Linked DNA regions of Hordeum vulgare: region 2 is linked to region 1. The links are chromatin contacts, called in public Hi-C maps. All regions are on one chromosome and are shown on one strand. The core of a region is the stretch at or near the end of the contact, and the rest is flanking DNA. Distances in the headings are between cores, read along the strand shown. Region 1 holds the start of LOC123448191 (putative receptor protein kinase ZmPK1). Region 2 holds the start of LOC123448193 (probable inactive heme oxygenase 2, chloroplastic).

Region 1 (4,636 bases), core at 1,378-3,877:
GCGTGGGGCCTCCTCTCTGGTGGGTCTTGGTTCCAGTATTTTTCATTTATTCCATAAAAATCTCCAAAGAGTTACGTTCCATTCCGAATTTTTTTATTTCTACACAAAAACAAGACCATGTTAGTTCTACTAAAATAGCGTTAGTCCGGGTTAGTTTCATTCAAAACATGCAAATTAGAGTCCAAAACAAGAGCAAAAGCATTAGGAAAAGTAGATACTATGGAGACGTGGCAATCAGTTCAGATTTTTGTAATGCAATGTGCATCCTTTTTAATTATGAACCATATTTGTGGTTTTGCTAATCAATGAACAAATAGCTGATATGTTGTACACCATGCTATTTGTTAGTGTATATATTACTGAAATACCTTATGCATAGGTAAGAAAAGAAGATGATCCAAAGGCGATAAAACTTGTGTTGCTTTATATGGAAAAGAGGACATGAGGGTGGTGTAAGGTAACTTCTCATGTTAGTATTTGGTGCAAGATCAGTCTTTTTCTAACTCATCTTGATTGGTTATGTTTCTCTTGCGTGCTCTAATTTACATTCAACGCGGGGAAACTTTGGGTTGGCCTCATCATCAAATGGATAACGTGAGTTACCTCTGTTATTAGATAATAGTGTTTTGGACGCCAACATTGTCGTCCTTTATCTGAAGAACAGAAAATTGATAAAGATGGAATCTCTATTGAGTTGTGGAAGATGATAATGAGCTTGACATGAGTGTCCTCTGTTGTCGAAAACTGTAGTGATAGAGAGTGGCGGTGACATGCACATGGATAACAAGCTAGCTCTACTTAAGGACAGTTGGTGTAGTTTAGTAGAATGTGAACAACTTCTAAGTTGCAACGCCTGTAACATGTTGTTTTGTACAAAATGCTTGTGCCCCTATGTACGATGTATATTTTGACCATGAGTGTGATGTATGTGTTCATTGATAATCTGATGTGTATGATGAATTTTGGTTGCAATTTATAAATTTGAATTATGGATTTGAATTTAGTTATTTGAATTATATTGGATAGGAATTTAAATTTGAATTGCATATTTTTATATGAAAATATGAATACGATTATCCCTAGGGCATTACTCAAACATCTGGTAGGGAAAGAATTGTAAGGAATTTGTGGGGTGTCAAAATTTGGATGGACCCCACAATCTTTCCCTAGGGATTGTGCCCCTAGGTAAAGAAATTTTCCCTAGAGCTTGCCACATGCACCCTGGGGAAAGAGGTCTTTCCCGACTATACTACACCTAGGGTTCTTTACCTAGGGCAAGCTGTAGGTAAAGTCTTTCCCTATGGTTTTTCACATTTCACCTAGGTAAAATGTGGGTTTCTAGTAGTGATGGATTATAAAGAGTGTGTCGTTTCCCATCTCCTACGTTACAAGGGAATCATGGTGATCATTATTCATGTCCACTAAATAAAGTAACAGGCATCATAAATACTAGTAAGCTACGCCTTCACTCATGATAACAATGCTTTAGTTATGTCCACGGCTATTATGTTTCTCTTGCGTGAGTATCATTCATCCGAGTGTTCACACGCATATCGTCCAACTAGATCTATGACATGACACCTTCTGAGTGATCAAAGCCCTTCGGATTCCGGACGGTGTTTTCGTATCTTTAAGATGTGGGCTTAAGCGCCATGGGCTTCTATGAAGCTGAACCACTGGGGCCTATGCCGTGGTAGGCATCCCATCACTTCTCGTGGAAGCACATGCTGCGATTTATTCTTTTCGAGAATCACGGTTGTGCTTCTTGTGAAAGCACGAGTTGTGTTTTTTCCTTTTCAAGAAAAAGGAGAAGCATCGCTTAAAAAACTTATTTTTTTCCTGTCAAATCCTAGGAAAGTCAATCAAATCCGGAAGATCGAACAAAATAGAACCTAGAAACACGTGCAGAAAAAATAAATCCCGAGAATGCTCTGGCATGTAACATGTGGTGGCTATTAGGTGCATCACTTGACACACTAATAAGTCAAGAGAGTGATCTTTGTGGGAGCCCTCTAAAGGATACCCCTAGTTAGTTGCTCCCAAGGGCCATCACAACAACAAGGAGACAACTTCAACAAGTTAAAGATGTAAGCTCATTGTTTTTAATCCCGATCAATCTATACTAATGTACAAAGAGTGAATTGTGCACATCTAACAAATCACCACCATTCAACCGCATCTACTAATGTTCTACATCGCTCTAGAATTTAGTGTTAACCATGTTTAGCACTAAACACATTTATCACTCTTCACTAATTAATATTATGTCTAATATCATTGTAGCATTAACCAAGTAATTATATCCATCTTATTCATGCAATTTATATCTTGCCTACTATTCCCTCTGTACATAATAATTGTAGTTGGGCAACATACACGTACACTTTTTTTGAAACATAATACATACACACACGCCTTTTTTTTACGAAAAAAACGATTCACACACTATCCATATGAAGACCTATGAAAGACTAAGTCAACGACAACATTTTTTTCACCAAAGAACATCGTTATAAGATCCGAAATAACCAAAAAAGTCTAGTCTAGTACACAATTACAAGTAATAGCTGGAATAAGAGATTACTGTGTTTCAATTAACATCTTTATTATGACGATAGTCTGACAAAATAGCACATGTCATAGTCTAATATATAATCTTATATAAAAATATCACAAAATATCCATGCTAGAGATCACATCAATCACAAAATGGCAAGTGGCAAAAAAGTTTGCAATTGTATGCCCTCCTCGATTCTAGATAGCTTTGCTCGGTCAGGATGCTTACCCTATCCAAACAATTCCTTCCCTAGTGTCAGGCAGCTCCAGCACTAACGATTTCTTTTGTCCCGGCCTAATCAGTGATCACCGACCAAGCTCAGCTCAGCACGGCCATGACCTCAGCCAGCGGCTTTACTCTGCTTCTGCTCTCCCTCCTCGCGCTCCAGGGCACCGGGCGTGCGGGGGCGCAGCGCGAGCGGGGCAGCAGCCTGCCCCGTGGCGCCTCGATCGCCGTCGAGGACCACGCGGCCGACCTCCTCGTCTCCCCGGACGGCGCGTTCGCCTGCGGCTTCTACGCCGTCTCCCCCACCGTCTTCACCTTCTCCGTCTGGTTCGCGCGCTCCGCAGACCGCGCCGTCGTCTGGACGGCCGCCGCCAGCGCCACAGCGCGCCGCGCCGTCCACAGCCAGGGCTCCCGCCTCGCGCTCGACCGCCGCCACGGCGCGCTCGTCCTCACCGACTACGACGGAGAGGTCGTGTGGAACTCCACCGCCCACGACGGCGCCGCGCGGGCGCGGCTCCGCGACACCGGCAACCTCGCCGTGGAGGACGCCCGGGGGACCGTCCTGTGGAAGAGCTTCGACCACCCCACCGACACCCTGCTCCCCGCCCAGCGCGTCGGCGGCGCCGCGGGGAGCGGTCTCGTCTCCACCAGCAGGCTCCTCGCGGCTGGGCACTACGGCTTCCGGTTCAGCGACTACGCGATGCTCTCAATGGTGTACGACGACGGCGGCGAGGTGTCCAGCATCTACTGGCCCAACCCCTACTTCAGCTACTGGCAGAACAGCCGCAAGATCTACAATTTCAGCCGCGAGGCCGAGTTGGATTCCTCGGGGCATTTCTTGGCCAGCGACAACGCGACGTTCGATGCCGCCGATCTGGGCGATGCCGGGGTCAGGAGGAGGCTGACGCTGGACACCGACGGCAACCTCCGGCTGTACAGCTTGGACGCCGGCGACGGTGGGGCATGGACCGTGTCGTGGATGGCGTTCCCCAACCCCTGCATCATCCACGGCGTGTGCGGCATCAACGCGGTGTGCCTCTACACGCCTTCACCGGCGTGCGTCTGTGCCCCCGGGCACGAGCGCGCCGACCGGAGCGACTGGAGCAGGGGCTGCCAGCCGACGTTCAGCAACTTGACCCTTGGGCGCGACGAGCAGGTCAAGTTCGTGGCGCTGCCGCACACCGACTTCTGGGGCTTCGACCTCAACAACAGCGAGTTCCTGTCGCTGGACGCGTGCGAGGCGCAGTGCACCGGCGAGCCGTCGTGCGTGGTGTTCCAGTACAAGCAGGGCAAAGGCGAGTGCTACCCCAAGAGCCTCATGTTCAACGGCAGGACGTTCCCCGGCCTGCCCGGCACGGCCTACCTCAAGGTCCCCGCCGGTTTCAGTGTGCCGGAGCTACTGCACATCCATCAATGGCAGACCGACGGCCTCGCCATCCAGGAGGACATTGCCGGATGCGATGCCGCGGTGCCGGAGGTCCTGCTCAACGTCTCCAGCACGGCGAGGAGCAGCAACCAGGGCAAGTCGCTATGGTTCTACTTCTACGGATTCTTGTCCGCGTTCTTGGTCATCGAGGTGTTTGTCATTGCGTTTGGGTGCTGGCTCTTCTCCAAGAAAGGGATACTGTCGAGGCCATCGGAGCTGCTGGCCGTGGAGGAAGGGTACAGGATGATCACCAGCCATTTCCGGGCATACAGCCACTCAGAGCTGCAGAAGGCCACCAGGAAGTTCCGCGCCGAGATCGGGCATGGAGGTTCTGGCACCGTGTACAAGGGGGTCCTGGACGACGACAGGACGGTGGCCGTCAAGGTGCTGCAGGACGTGAGCCAGAGCGAGGAGGTGTTCCAGGCCGA
Region 2 (4,636 bases), core at 759-3,258, 430 kb before region 1:
TCCGGGTGCTTCGGCGGAGGCGCAAAAACTGCCCGTGCGACATAAGTGGTTCAACGCGCGGGGCGAAATGGCATCGGACGCTGCTTATTTCGTGTGCTCGCTCCCGCGCGCTGCACACTCGAGCGCCTGCGCCGCACCCTCTCCGACCGCGCAGCTTTCGCCCCGCCCACGCCGCCGCCAACGAATTCGCCCGATGGACGGCCGCGTCAACATCCCCCTCACCCCTCCCTACCCCATGACCCCCCTGCCGCCGCCGCCTCATGGGTGGCATGTATGACTTTGGAACTACCATGTGGGGCATGTGAGGAATGGGTGGCTTCGGAGCTACCATGTGGGGCATGAGAGGCATGAGTTTTGCGTCTCTCATGGGAGGCATGGGAGCACCTCTGAGTGACACGGGTGGACACATGTCTTTCGGTGTGCCTCACATACCTTCGCATGATGTCGTTGAAGATCTTGCCAACACCTTCCGAGCTCCCCATGATGATGCGATGTGTGACAATGAAGAGGAGGAGGAAGAAACATCTTCAGATGAGGAAGAATAATTGGAGGAATAGGATGACGAAGATGAGGATGCGACATGATTGATGATGTGCCATTTGTTTGTGTGAACTTTTATGTCATGAACTTCGTTGGGTGATTTTGAACTTGGTTGGATGATGATGTGATGTGACATGATTTCGAACTTTTATGTCATGATGAACTTGGTTGGGTGATTTTAAACTATAATATGTCTTGTTTTGATGTTTGAAATATCATTATATTGTCAAAAAGGAACATATTGCAAGCGACGGCTGCTCGCAGCGCGCTGTAGTTTAGCGCGCCTACTGAAGCGGCTCGCGTGTGCTATTTTTTGCGGCAGCCGCTGGAGCCAGTGCTCTCCGGCACGCTAAAAGTCGCTATTTCCACACACCAAATTATTTTTAGCGCGCGGGGCGGTTGCACGGCTGTTGGAGATGCTCTAATCTGTCTAGAATTGAAGAGCCTACATTTAATTAAGGCCTCCAATTGACATTGTGACATCCAATTTTGATCTGGTCAATAATTTCTCAAAGCTCTCTCATTTTATTATTTTATATATAGTTCTATAACACTATACTCCCTAGTAGTTTTAAAGAGAACGCATTCAATTATGGTGTCCAAAACTTTAATTAAAATTGGATCCTTCAATTTTGATCGGGTCAACAATTTCTTAATACTCACTCGTTAATTTTTTTAAAAAATACACTAGGCTTCCTAATGGATTTAATTTACGATTTTGACAAAACCAGGAGTTATTCAAATCAATCAACAACAACCATACTATAAAAAATATATCAATCACGCTCATGCAGTCGTCGACGTAGAATTTTTTCCGCATATATAAGGTTGGTTGGTATATAATATAGAATCACACCATGAAAGACCCATCGAATTATCGAATTATAAATAAAAATAAAACACACTGTGTCATCTTCCCACACATCAAACAAAATATTCCATTAGTTTCAAAATATAAGGGGTATTAGTTTTGAAAAAATCAAATTCTTCAACTTTGACCAAGTTGAAAGCAAAAATATCGACATCCATAATATTAAATAAAATAAATAAATTCATTTAACGATGAATCTAATCACAACAATTTAATATTATGAATTTTGATATATTTATCTAAAAATTTAATCAAATTTAAAAGGTTTGACATTTAAAAAAATACACATTATATTTTAAAACAAAGTAATTAAGTTTTATTAATCTAACAACGCCTAGTCCTCCTAGTCATTAGACAACAACAAAGACAGGATGAGTTGGTTTGCGTGTTGCTTCTACATACTATAAAATCTGTGGTCGGGCAGATACATTTTTCGTTTTGAAAGTTATATATAACTATTTATATTTTTCTTGAATTTCAGAAAATAATCAAAAGCAAAAGAAATGGGCCGGCCCATGAGACCATGTCGGGCTGATGGGGCTCGTGGTGGGCAGATGGTCCCTATCTCTCGCAAGAAGCGGAGAAAAATAGGAGCCGGTGGTGATAGTGAAGCTGTTTGCCCAAGTCCAAGTGGATAACCATGCCGCTCGCCATTGCCGTCCCCTCGGCGGCGGCGCCGCTCCGGCGACCACATCACTTCCGCTTTCTCCAGCCATCAAGAAAGCTTAGCCTATCCAGAACACGCTGCGCCTCTTCGCTCCCGGCAGAGACGCAGCCAGCTCCTCCGCAACCCCGGCGGTACCCGAGGCAGTACCCAGGCGAGGCGGTGGGCGTTGCCGAGGAGATACGGTTCGTTGCCATGCGCCTCCGCAACACTAAGCGCAGTACTCGTAAGGGAAATAATAGGGCTGACGGAGTCGAGGAAGACGATGAATCGGAGGAGGAGGTGGAGGACAACGAGGAGATGGACGAGGAGGGCAACGACGAAGTGAAGGAGGAGGAGGGGGAGGACAACCATGAAGTGGAGGAGTGGATGCCCAGCATGGAAGGGTTCGTGAGGTACCTTGTGGATAGCAAGCTTGTCTTCGACACCGTCGAGCGGATCATCGCCGGGTCTACGGACGTCGCCTGTGAGTGAGATTTTTCTTCCCCATTCTTTGCTACAGTTCTGGTTCTTGTCAATTGCTGCAGCCAGACAGCAATTGGTGCAGGTGTTATTTTCCCGAGCGGCAATGTGATCCTGCAGTCCGATTTTCGGTCCAGGAACGGGACTTGTAGTGGTCACTGCCCATTGGTCGCATGTTAAGTAATTGAGTGTTTCATTATCATGTTAAGCTGTGACTCCATACTCACTGTCACGAGTGTTTGCATTCTATTTACCATACCTCCTAATTAGTTGCAAGCTGTTACTTTCTGCTGCTCATACTCTTGATAGCTTGCTTGTTAAGTTGTTTGGGAAGTTTACTACCTGTTGTGTTATCCTAAAAAACTGCCATTCCTAAAATTGGAGTAGAAATTTGTCAAACGACTATTCACCCCCTCTAGTTCTTAGACCTTGATCCCAACTGACTGTCAGGTAAACCCTGCGCTGTTTTAGGATAGCTTTCGTTTAGTAGAATAAACCCACGATCGTGTGAGCATGTTCACAGCGTGGCGCATAAGTTTGCTTTCCTAGAGTTTAGGGGATCACCACTGACCCCGTCGTGGGATGGCGCGGCATCAGGGGTTCATGGCGATAATGTAGGATCGCGGGAGAGAGTCGTTGGGATGGCAGCGGCCGTAGCTCGATCGTGGTCCGAGTCCGTAGCTAGTGCTTTGGGAGTTGGTTAGCACCCCCGTGTAATCAGAGTACAAATAAGGCAACAGAATAGAAAAGCAGTTAAGTTGTTCACTGCAAAAACCTCTCTCTCTCGAGCTCGTTCTAGCGCACTGTCAGAGATCTTGCGAGAGCTTAGGGAGCGGGCTGACAATTGGCATCAGAGCCTCTACGATCCGGGGGGGCCATGTCGAACGGACGGCAGCGCACGCCATCGATCCCTCCCAACGGAGGGGAAGGAAACGACGCACCAGCAGCGGCGCAAGGGGCACCGGCACCGGCCCCTGCTACCCCGACACATCCACGACAGGAAGCCGCGGACGCAGCGTCATCAGGGGGGCGGCAACGAGGTGGTCGTCCGCGAGCGCGTCGTGCAGGAGCGCACGAACTACGGCAGCACGATCTTCTACCCCACGCTCACCGCCACGAACTACGTCGAGTGGTCCCTGATAATGCGGATCAATCTGCGCGCCCAAGGTCTCTGGGAGGCCATGTCAGGTATGGGTGTGCCCGGCGATCGCGAGGACATGGCAGCGCTTTCGGCGCTGTTGCGGGCCGTCCCGCCTGAGATGATCCCGGTCCTCGCCGTCAAGGAAACCGCGAGGGAAGCGTGGGAAGCCGTCAGGCTCATGCGCATGGGGGTGAGCCGCGTCCGCGAGGCGACCGCGCAATGCCTCCGCAGGGAGTTCGAGCAGATCGCTTTCAAGGAGGGCGAAACCCTCGACGCGTTTGGACTGCGGATCACCGCCCTCGTCAACAACCTGCGCTCGCTCGGGGACACCGTCGACGAGGTGAAGGTAGTTCAGAAAATCCTCAGGGAGGTACCCAGCCAGTACGTTCAGATCGCATGCTCCATCGAGACACTGCTTGATCTGAACAACCTGACTGTGGAGGAGCTGATCGGGCGCCTGCGATCATCTGTCGAGCGGTGCTCCGGCGCCGCGACGGACAACGCCAGCGGGCAACTTCTGCTCACAGAGCAGGAGTGGCTGGCTCGTGGGAAGCAGCGCGAGCAAGGACAGGGCTCCGGCGCGAACGGGGGAAAAGCCAAGCAGAAGGGCAAGCCGCAGGGACGGGGCCGCGACAACGACCGACGCGACTCCGGCGGCAAGCGCGACATGTCGCAGGTAAAATGTTACAACTGCAACAAATACGCCGGACACATCTCCAGGGACTGCCCGGAACCACGACGCGAACGAAAGGGCCAACAGGCGAACCTGGCCAAGGTGGAAGAAGACGAGCCGGCCCTGCACCTAGCTAGGGCCTGCAGGTTCCACGACGACGACGACGGGCCCGCGCTCCTCATGTCCGTGGTGACCCCTGACGACAAGGGAAAGGCATTGCAGGCGGGAGGTGCCGAGGCCACGCCCATGGCGACCAGCGCTCTAACCAGCAGCGTGGAGCTGGTC

What was found. A called contact is a pair of places that touch in the nucleus more often than the background predicts.
Region 2: a Hi-C map of seedling shows a contact between it and region 1, with 7 times the contacts expected there. The contact joins the promoter of LOC123448193 here to the promoter of LOC123448191 in region 1. A contact is called at or near these places in 3 of 6 Hi-C or Micro-C datasets (leaf and seedling).

Annotation. Positions count from the first base shown.
Region 1 is chr4H:145,340,818-145,345,453 of MorexV3_pseudomolecules_assembly, reverse strand. LOC123448191 (putative receptor protein kinase ZmPK1) reads left to right here and starts at 2,627. Exons shown (of 3, transcript XM_045125003.1): 1 at 2,627-4,636. The coding sequence starts at 2,892.
Region 2 is chr4H:145,774,991-145,779,626 of MorexV3_pseudomolecules_assembly, reverse strand. It overlaps LOC123448193 (probable inactive heme oxygenase 2, chloroplastic), which reads left to right and starts at 2,008. Exons shown (of 4, transcript XM_045125004.1): 1 at 2,008-2,541. The coding sequence starts at 2,052.